Regions from separate parts of the Mus musculus genome. Here region 1 is linked to region 2. A link is a contact called in public HiChIP or PLAC-seq data. All regions are on one chromosome and are shown on one strand. The core of a region is the stretch at or near the end of the contact, and the rest is flanking DNA. Distances in the headings are between cores, read along the strand shown. Region 1 has its middle 52 kb from the start of Gm25833. Region 2 has its middle 320 kb from the start of Gm25833.

The links. HiChIP or PLAC-seq counts read pairs in DNA pulled down with a chosen protein or histone mark.
Region 1: a contact with region 2 is called in a RAD21 HiChIP or PLAC-seq map of pro-B cells, with 5 times the contacts expected there. The contact joins two enhancer-like sites. A contact is called at or near these places in 2 of 15 datasets of contacts at CTCF or cohesin (large pre-B cells and pro-B cells) and 1 of 115 datasets of contacts at active chromatin or transcription factors (large pre-B cells).

Annotation. Positions count from the first base shown.
Region 1 is chr6:68,478,588-68,482,588 of GRCm38.p6, forward strand. It overlaps Igk, the pseudogene Igkv15-101-1 and the pseudogene Igkv15-101. Among named protein-coding and RNA genes, the nearest start is that of Gm25833, 52 kb to the right of the region's middle. Within about 2 kb of position 2,709, at least 11 of the 459 cell types and tissues checked have an H3K27ac peak or open chromatin away from gene starts, as enhancers often do. A contact at or near this core is called in pro-B cells, where this site is marked.
Region 2 is chr6:68,208,066-68,212,040 of GRCm38.p6, forward strand. It overlaps Igk and the pseudogene Gm4873. Among named protein-coding and RNA genes, the nearest start is that of Gm25833, 320 kb to the right of the region's middle. Within about 2 kb of position 1,971, at least 6 of the 459 cell types and tissues checked have an H3K27ac peak or open chromatin away from gene starts, as enhancers often do. A contact at or near this core is called in pro-B cells, where this site is marked.

The DNA.
Region 1 (4,001 bases), core at 1,459-3,958, 270 kb after region 2:
TAGATGGATACAGTGTAGAAAGCTCAGCCCATTTTTCACTGATTTGAAAATAAAATTCTATCATGGATGTGTTTGTTTTTAATTGCACTTGTACTCTATACTATGTATAACAAGGAATGGATCAAAGAAAATAATTATTCAAAAATTAAAAGAGCCTGTGAGGACCCTTGCACTTTAGAGACTGTGGTGTTGTAGTTGACGTGGTCAAAATGAAATAGTAGCATGGAAATCATGAGCTAGAATTATTCAAAATACCATACTACCAGTAGGGCTCAAGATAAACTTTTACCTTTTGTGGAAATCTATGCACCATAATTCTATTCTGATACACCTGCAGATGCAAGTTCAGGATGAGTCACTAAGATTACCCAATATGTAGCAGTTCTTATCCTTGACAAAGTGCTTCTGATTTGCATGTGCCCTGCCCAGTCCTAAACCATGAGGACTTCCTCACAGATGGGAAAAGTCAGTTACAGTCAAAACACAGAAAGGACATGAGGCCCACACTCAGTTTCTTGGGCTCCTGCTGTTCTTCCTTAATTAAAGAATAACAGCAATGTGAATTTGCTTATCCATTACTTTAAGTGGTGTCTGATATTTAAATAACTTCTCATTTAACATGCTTTATATGGGGATTATTAGATTTGTATCCTAATTGTTTTTTTTGTTGTTGTTTTGCTTTGTTTTTGTTTGTTTGTTTGTTTGTTTGTTTGTTTGTTTTAAGATGTGACATCCAGATATACCAGGCTCCATAATTTTATCTAAAGCTTTGGGGGAACAAAACATATGACTGTTTGCTGGTCAGCATAGTACAAAATCATCATCAGAAAAATCTCCAAAATTCTTGATCTGTGGTTCATCTAACTTGAAAGATTCGGTCTCATTGAGGTTCAAAGGCAGTGGCCAGATTTCACCTTCATCATTAGAAGCCTGGTGTCTAAAGGTGTTTCACCTTGCCCTTCTTGCCACTAATAGAGTTTTCTCCTCATAGTGGGGCAAGTCAGAACATAAACCACTTAGAATAACAGAAATGTGAAAACGTATGGCTGTCACTATGTCTGAATTGCTGTAGCTTCTATTGCCTGATACTATTTTCAGATGCAACCTGGTTTACCAGGACATTCTCAAGTTTTCATAGATGCAACAGCCTAACTCTGTTTCATTATCTGCTGATTCTTTAGCACAGAAACTTATATCTGCTCATCAGTGCATAGGTCATTATATACATCTGCATTGCACCATCAGTTTTGTTTACATAGCAAAGTGAGGGTACTTTACACATGAAAAGGCACTCTAATACAGAAATGTAGAATCTGTATTATATCCATTAACTGTCTTTTATAAGGTGGTATCTGAAGGTCAGAAAATTTGCTGCTATATGTCAGGTAGATTATGTGAGTTTTCTAGAAACCATTGGCTCATTGGGCAATAAAAAACAACATGGCTGAACATGTTCTCCAGAAATTTGTTTGTATAGTGCAATAGGATGACCAAGGTAGTTCTATATTCTACATCTCTTCAACCATCTGCTTATAGTTGCAGGTTGATACTGTTCGCTCCTAATTTGATTCTCAAATCTCATTAAAATGTGCTGAAATAAACAATACTATGGAAGATTATATTAGAAAAACAAATTATTGGTCAAAATAGTTAATAAACCAACAGATTCTAATCTATGTAACCAGCCAGCTAATTAGAAATAGAATTAGCACTCTGTCTTCTTGATTGTGTATTGGCTTATTTGCACATTAAGAAATGAAAATGTGAATAAGAATGCTATGTAGTCAATGCCATTCTTCCTTTTCTACTCACTGTGATACTCAATAAGGATGCTTACTTATAAAAAAAAATCTACTGTCAACTCTATGATTACCAGTACTTCCAATATTATATTTCCCACATTCTGCTTTTGTATAACATTCTCATTTTCAGTCCTGTTCTAGATAATGGAAACCTTAATCATTTGTATAAAGTTCCATAGGTTGATATTTTAGGAGCTGGAAATTCACAGAGTAGTGTTTTATGAAACAAACAGTACTAACACTCAATCATCAGAGAAAGAAAGCATGCTTTGTACAGGTATACTGTGAATGATCACTAAGAACCACAAACTTATTAACTTTCTTTAAATGATAGGAAATAATAATTCCCTAGTGTTAGTGACCTTTGCATTGCCATAATGAAAGTACTTGACAGAAACAACTTAAGAAGCACAGATGTAATTTGAACAATCTTCTCAATTTGGGGGCCTTATTGAGAGGGAAGGCATTATGAGTAACACCATTTATACCATGGTGGGTCTGAAAGCAATAGTTATGTTTGAAATAGCGAAATATAACATATACCCAAGGTCTGTTCCCATTGAACTACTTCCTCCACCTTTGACATAAACAAAACTGAGATTTCTCAAACCTACCATAATTATATGCCAAGCTAATGTCAACTACATTAAATGTAAGTTTCAAGCAATATCACAGAATCCAATAGGAATTCACAGCCCATGAACATCTTGTTATCCAGATATCACTTCTCTAAATGAACAATCTTCCTTACTGAATGAATTGCAAAAACAACACAGCTAGGATTACATAAAATAAACTGCTCTTGAGCAAAATGTGTGACATTTTAACACCCCTACACCCATGGGATTGAAAGGAGAATTAAAAGCAGACAGATCACACTGCCAGTGTCCCTCAACTCTCACAGTGGTTTTCAAATCCCAGGAGAGTATTATAAGTATTAACAGGTGCAGACACTTCATGCAACAGCTGAGGCAGCTCAGAGTTACACTGCTGAATAATCAGAGGGTTTTCTTATGACTTGTATCACTGTAAGGGGAAAACTCTTAGTCTGTACACAATAGTAAGTGTCAATGTCTTCAGGCTGCAGGCTGCTGCTGATGAGAGAGTAATCTGCCCCAGATCAACTGCCACTGAACCTCGATGGGACCCAAGTATGCAAGGTGGATGCCTTATAGATCAATATTTGAGGAGCATTCCCTGGTATCTGCTGGTGCCAGGAAGACCAACTATTAATGTTCTCACTGGCTCAACAATTGATAATTACTTGTTCTCCACTAGATGCAGATAGAGTGGATGGAGTCTGGTTCATCTGGGTATTACATCTTACACCTGAGGTTGAATACAGTGTTAACCTATAGTAAGGTTAACTAACTATAGTAACCTATAGTAAGATAATTTCCATAAAAAGCCAGGCAGCATTCACAACAATGTACTCCACTAATGTCTTACTGATTTGAAAAGCAGAGTAACAGAAGGGCTAGTAGTTCAGAAAGCAGGTTGTTGCTTTATCGTCACTGAGAATGACTTCTATACATGCTGTAAAAACTCTCTCATAAATCTTCCCAGAGGTGGGCTGTGCTTTGATTGCATGCAAATCAGTTGGGGTATGCAAGGCTGGAGCCACCTACAGTATTATTTTGGCTCATCAAATAGACTCACCCTAAATCATAGAGGACTCACATATCCAAGACAGTGAAGAATAGAAAAAAAATATATATATATGCCTTCAGACAACATGTTACTCTTTATTGGTCAAAGAACTGATTCAGTGGGATTATAAAAGTCCTATGTTGTTTTTTATCACTCTCTGTTTCCTTTAGTTCTCTTTCTAGAGTATATTCCTATTAAAAAGGATGACTGGCATCCTTAAATAACCCCAAAAATTTAAAGAAGGACTATATATTCATATAGGTTTGAAAAAGAAAATTCTAAATTGTATCATAAAAATTTGAAGATAAATAATATTACTACACACCCAAACTATCCAGAATCAAAATCTATAGAACTCAATGAATTTCTACACAAATAGAAAAAAAGGAAGCAGTTATTTTATAAGATTTTATACTTCCAAATATATTCTGTGTACATATTCTTCACCAAATGCAAAATGTCCATCACTGTGTTACAAAACAATTAGCTTTCTATCCCCTTTATGGGTTGTCTCTTTTACAATCATTTCATGTTTCAGTTTTGATGTTA
Region 2 (3,975 bases), core at 721-3,220:
GATTTTTCTATCTTCTGAGATCTTCTTTGTTTTCTTTCTTCAGAGACTTGATGTTCTTATCATACAGATCTTTCACTTCCTTAGTTAGAGTCACATTAAGATATTTTATATTATTTGTGACTATTGAGAAGGGTGTTGTTTCCCTAATTTCTTTCTCAGCCTGTTTATCCTTGTTGTGTACAGAAAGGCCATTGAATTATTTGAGTTAACTTTATATCCAGCTATTTCACTGAAGCTGTTTATCAGTTTTAGGAGTTCTCTGTTGGAATTTTTAGGGTCACTTATATATACTATCATATCATCTGCAAAAAGTGATATTTTGATTTCTTCCTTTCCAATTTGTATCCCCTTGATCTCCTTTTGTTTTCGAATTGCTCTGGCTAAGACTTCAAGTAGTATGTTGAATAAGTAGGGAGAAATTGGGCAGCCTTGTCTAGTCCCTGATTTTAGTGGGATTGCTTCCAGCTTCTCACCATTTACTTTGATGTTGGCTACTGGTTTGCTGTAGATTGCTTTTATCATGGTTAGGAATGGGCCTTGAATTCCTGATCTTTCCAAGACTTTTATCTTGAATGGGTGTTGGATTTTGTCAAATGCTTTCTCTGCATTTAAAGATATGATCATGTGGTTTTTGTCCTTGAGTTTGTTTATATACTGGATTACGTTGTGAATTTCCATATATTAAACCATCCCTGCATCCATGGAATGAAACCTACTTGGTCAGGAGGGATGATTGTTTTGATGTGTTCTTGGATTCAGTTAGCGAGAATTTTATTGAGTATTTTTTTTCAGCAATATTCATAAGGGAAATTGGTCTGAAGTTCTCTATCTTTGTTGTGTCTAGGTTTAGGTATCAGAGTAATTGTGGCTTCAAAGAATGAATTGGGTAGAGTATCTTCTGCTTCTGTTTTCTGGAATAGTTTGTGAATAACTGGAATTAAATCTTCTCTGAAGGTCTGATAGAACTCTGCACTAAACCCTTTTGTAGAAGGATCTGATGGTGTTTTGGATTTCTATTTTCTGTTAGTAAGATTCTTGCATTTTCCTTTCACCATCTGGTAATCTCTGGAGTTAGTTGTTATAGTTGTCTATGGTTAGAGCTTGTTCCTCTCGTGATTCTGTTATTCTCTACCAGCAGACCTGGGAGACTAGTTCTCTCCGGAGTTTCAGTGGCCAGAGCACTCTCTGCAGGCAAGCTCTCCTTTTACAGGAAAGGTGCACAAATATCTGGCATTTGGACCTCCCTCCTGGCAGAAGATGAAGGCCCATAACTGGGCCTGTCCCTGAAGCTGTTAGCTTCTGTAGTCAACACTCTCACCTTGGCAGACTAGTCTCTGAGGGATCTGGGAACCAAGATGGCTTTCCCTGGTGCGCTGGCAAAGCCCTCCCGTGCAGGTGGTGAGGGGGGTTGGGACACCTCTCCTCTGGAAGGGAAGGTGCCAGGATGTCTGGAGCACGAAACGGGGTCTGCCTCAGAAGCTGTCCTCTAGGGACCTTGGAGGTATCCACCGACTCCTTGCCCAGGTGACCTGGTGCTGGCGCCAACCAAAGGGATTTCTTGTATTTCTTATTATGCAGCTTTTACTTACTGTTATGTTGAGTGGCCCCATTCTATTTTTAGTCTAATTTCATTACATCTTTCTAGCAAAGCAACTAAAGCCACCTCTTAAAGCTTTCTTCCTAAAATTATTTTAATCAAATCAGGAATTCTATAGAATCATTAATTCATCATGAAAATTCATTTTTTTGTTAATCTGTAGGAAATCTAATTGATAGGGTTGGCTAATGCCCAGGGATTACTATATTAATTTAATAATGACAGGCAAGGCATATCATCTGCAAGAAACATTCCTGAAAAAAAAAAAAGCATTACTGGGATGAATTCTGTTTTGAACCTTGCCTCATAGAGCTCAACCTTGGCAGGACATACAAAAGAGGTGGGACACCTCCAGGAAGGCCATCTGCTATGCTAGTCTTTGTTTATCCCAGGTGGCTCTTAACATCCACCAGCTGATTTCCTGACCAGGGACCAGGCAATAATGAACTCTAATGAACTCTCTTCTTTTTTTTTTTTTGTAGAGAATAAATACATGTCATTTAATTTCTCTCTCTCTCTCTCTCTCTCTCTCTCTCTCTCTCTCTCTCTCTGTGTGTGTGTGTGTGTGTGTGTGTGTGTGATTTTCTGTGTCATACTTCTGTGAAATTCATCCTCTGTATACGTGAAAGTTACTATGTAGTTGGAGTGAGTTAGTTGTAAAGATGGATAAAGGAAAGGGGAAAAATTTAAATGTGATCTTTACAAAAGTGCATAATCTAGCTAAAATTATAATTTTCATGGGCTGTTTGGAAAGATGCGCCAGGAGTGAAGAGCATTTCTTGTTCTTGCAGCACAAGTTGGCTCAATATAAAACTTATATGATGGATTGAAACATCTACAGTTCCAGGAGACCCAACAACTTCTGAGTTCTGTGGGTATTAGAGTCACACATGTTTGGCACATGCAGGTAAAGCACCCATATACATAAGAAAACAAATCGTTAACAACTTAATTATATTTTTCAGTATTATTCAGGGTAGTATCCAAATGCAAAACATTTGATATATCATCTACAATATTTTTCCTAGATGTTGCTGCCAGCTGTGAAATACATTGCAATTTTGATAGACTATATATTTGTGAGCATAATTTTAATGCTTAATCAAAACCTACATGTATGGTGTCAGTACATGAAATATATTCATATTAATGGATATAATTAAAACAACATGCATTTTTTTCTCTATTGCTGAAATATTGTTATATTTCTGAATGTGAACACTATGACAACATATTTCCAAGTTACTCTTTTTTGAATCAAGAAAAGTTTATTCTGAATATTTAATTTAAAAAAATTCCTTACCTATGAGGTGTGCTACAGAATTCCAGATGATAATTTATATAGCACCCATCATAACAATGGAAAGGCAAGAATTCTGCAGACAAGCACATCACGGGGAGAAAACAGGCATTGATCTTCATGTGTCCCAAAGGCAGAGACACGTTTACAAGGACATGCTGGTTGGCTAACCATGCATAACCATTGGGGCCCAAACTTCCTGGTGTCTCAGACATTTGAAAGCATCTTAGGTACAGTTGCTCAAGGAATCAGAGGAGGCACCCAGTTTAGAGCATCAGTTCACTCAGTCTTGTTTTCAGCCACATCAAAATATCAGCTGACTATAATTGAACATATTTGGTGTCTTAGTCAGGATTTCTATTCCTGCACAAACATCATGACCAAGAAGCAAGTTGGGGAGGAAAGGGTTTATTTGGCTTACACTTCCATACTGCTGTTCATCACCAAGGAAGTCAGGACTGGAACTCAAGCAGGTCAGGAAGCAGAAGCTGATGCAGAGGCCATGGAGGGATGTTCTTTACTGGCTTGCCTCCCCTGGCTTGCTCAGCCTGCTCTCTTATAAAACCAAGACTACCAGCCCAGAGATGGTCCCACCCACAAGGGGCCTTTCCCCCTTGATCACTAATTGAGAAAGTGCCTTACAGTTGGATCTCATGGAGGCATTTCCTCAACTGAAGCTCCTTTCTCTGTGATAACTCCAGCTGTGTCAAGTTGACACAAAACTAGCCAGTACAATTGACCCCTTGTCAACTTGACACACAAACACATCACTAGTAAGCCTCAACCCTTAATTTCTTATTCATCCCCAAGATCTAAACAACTTTAAAAGTCCCACAGTCTTTACATATTAAAAGTCAATCCCTTTAAAATGTCCAGTATCTTCTAAAATCCAAAGTCTTTTTTTACAATTAAAAATATCTTAACTGTGGGCTCCACTAAAATAGTTTCTTCCTTCAAGAGGGAAAATATCAGAGCACAGTCACAATCAAAAGCAAAAGTCAATCTCTAACCATCCAATGTCTGGGATCCAACTCACAATCTTCTGGGCTCCTCCAAGGGCTTGGGTCACTTCTCCAGC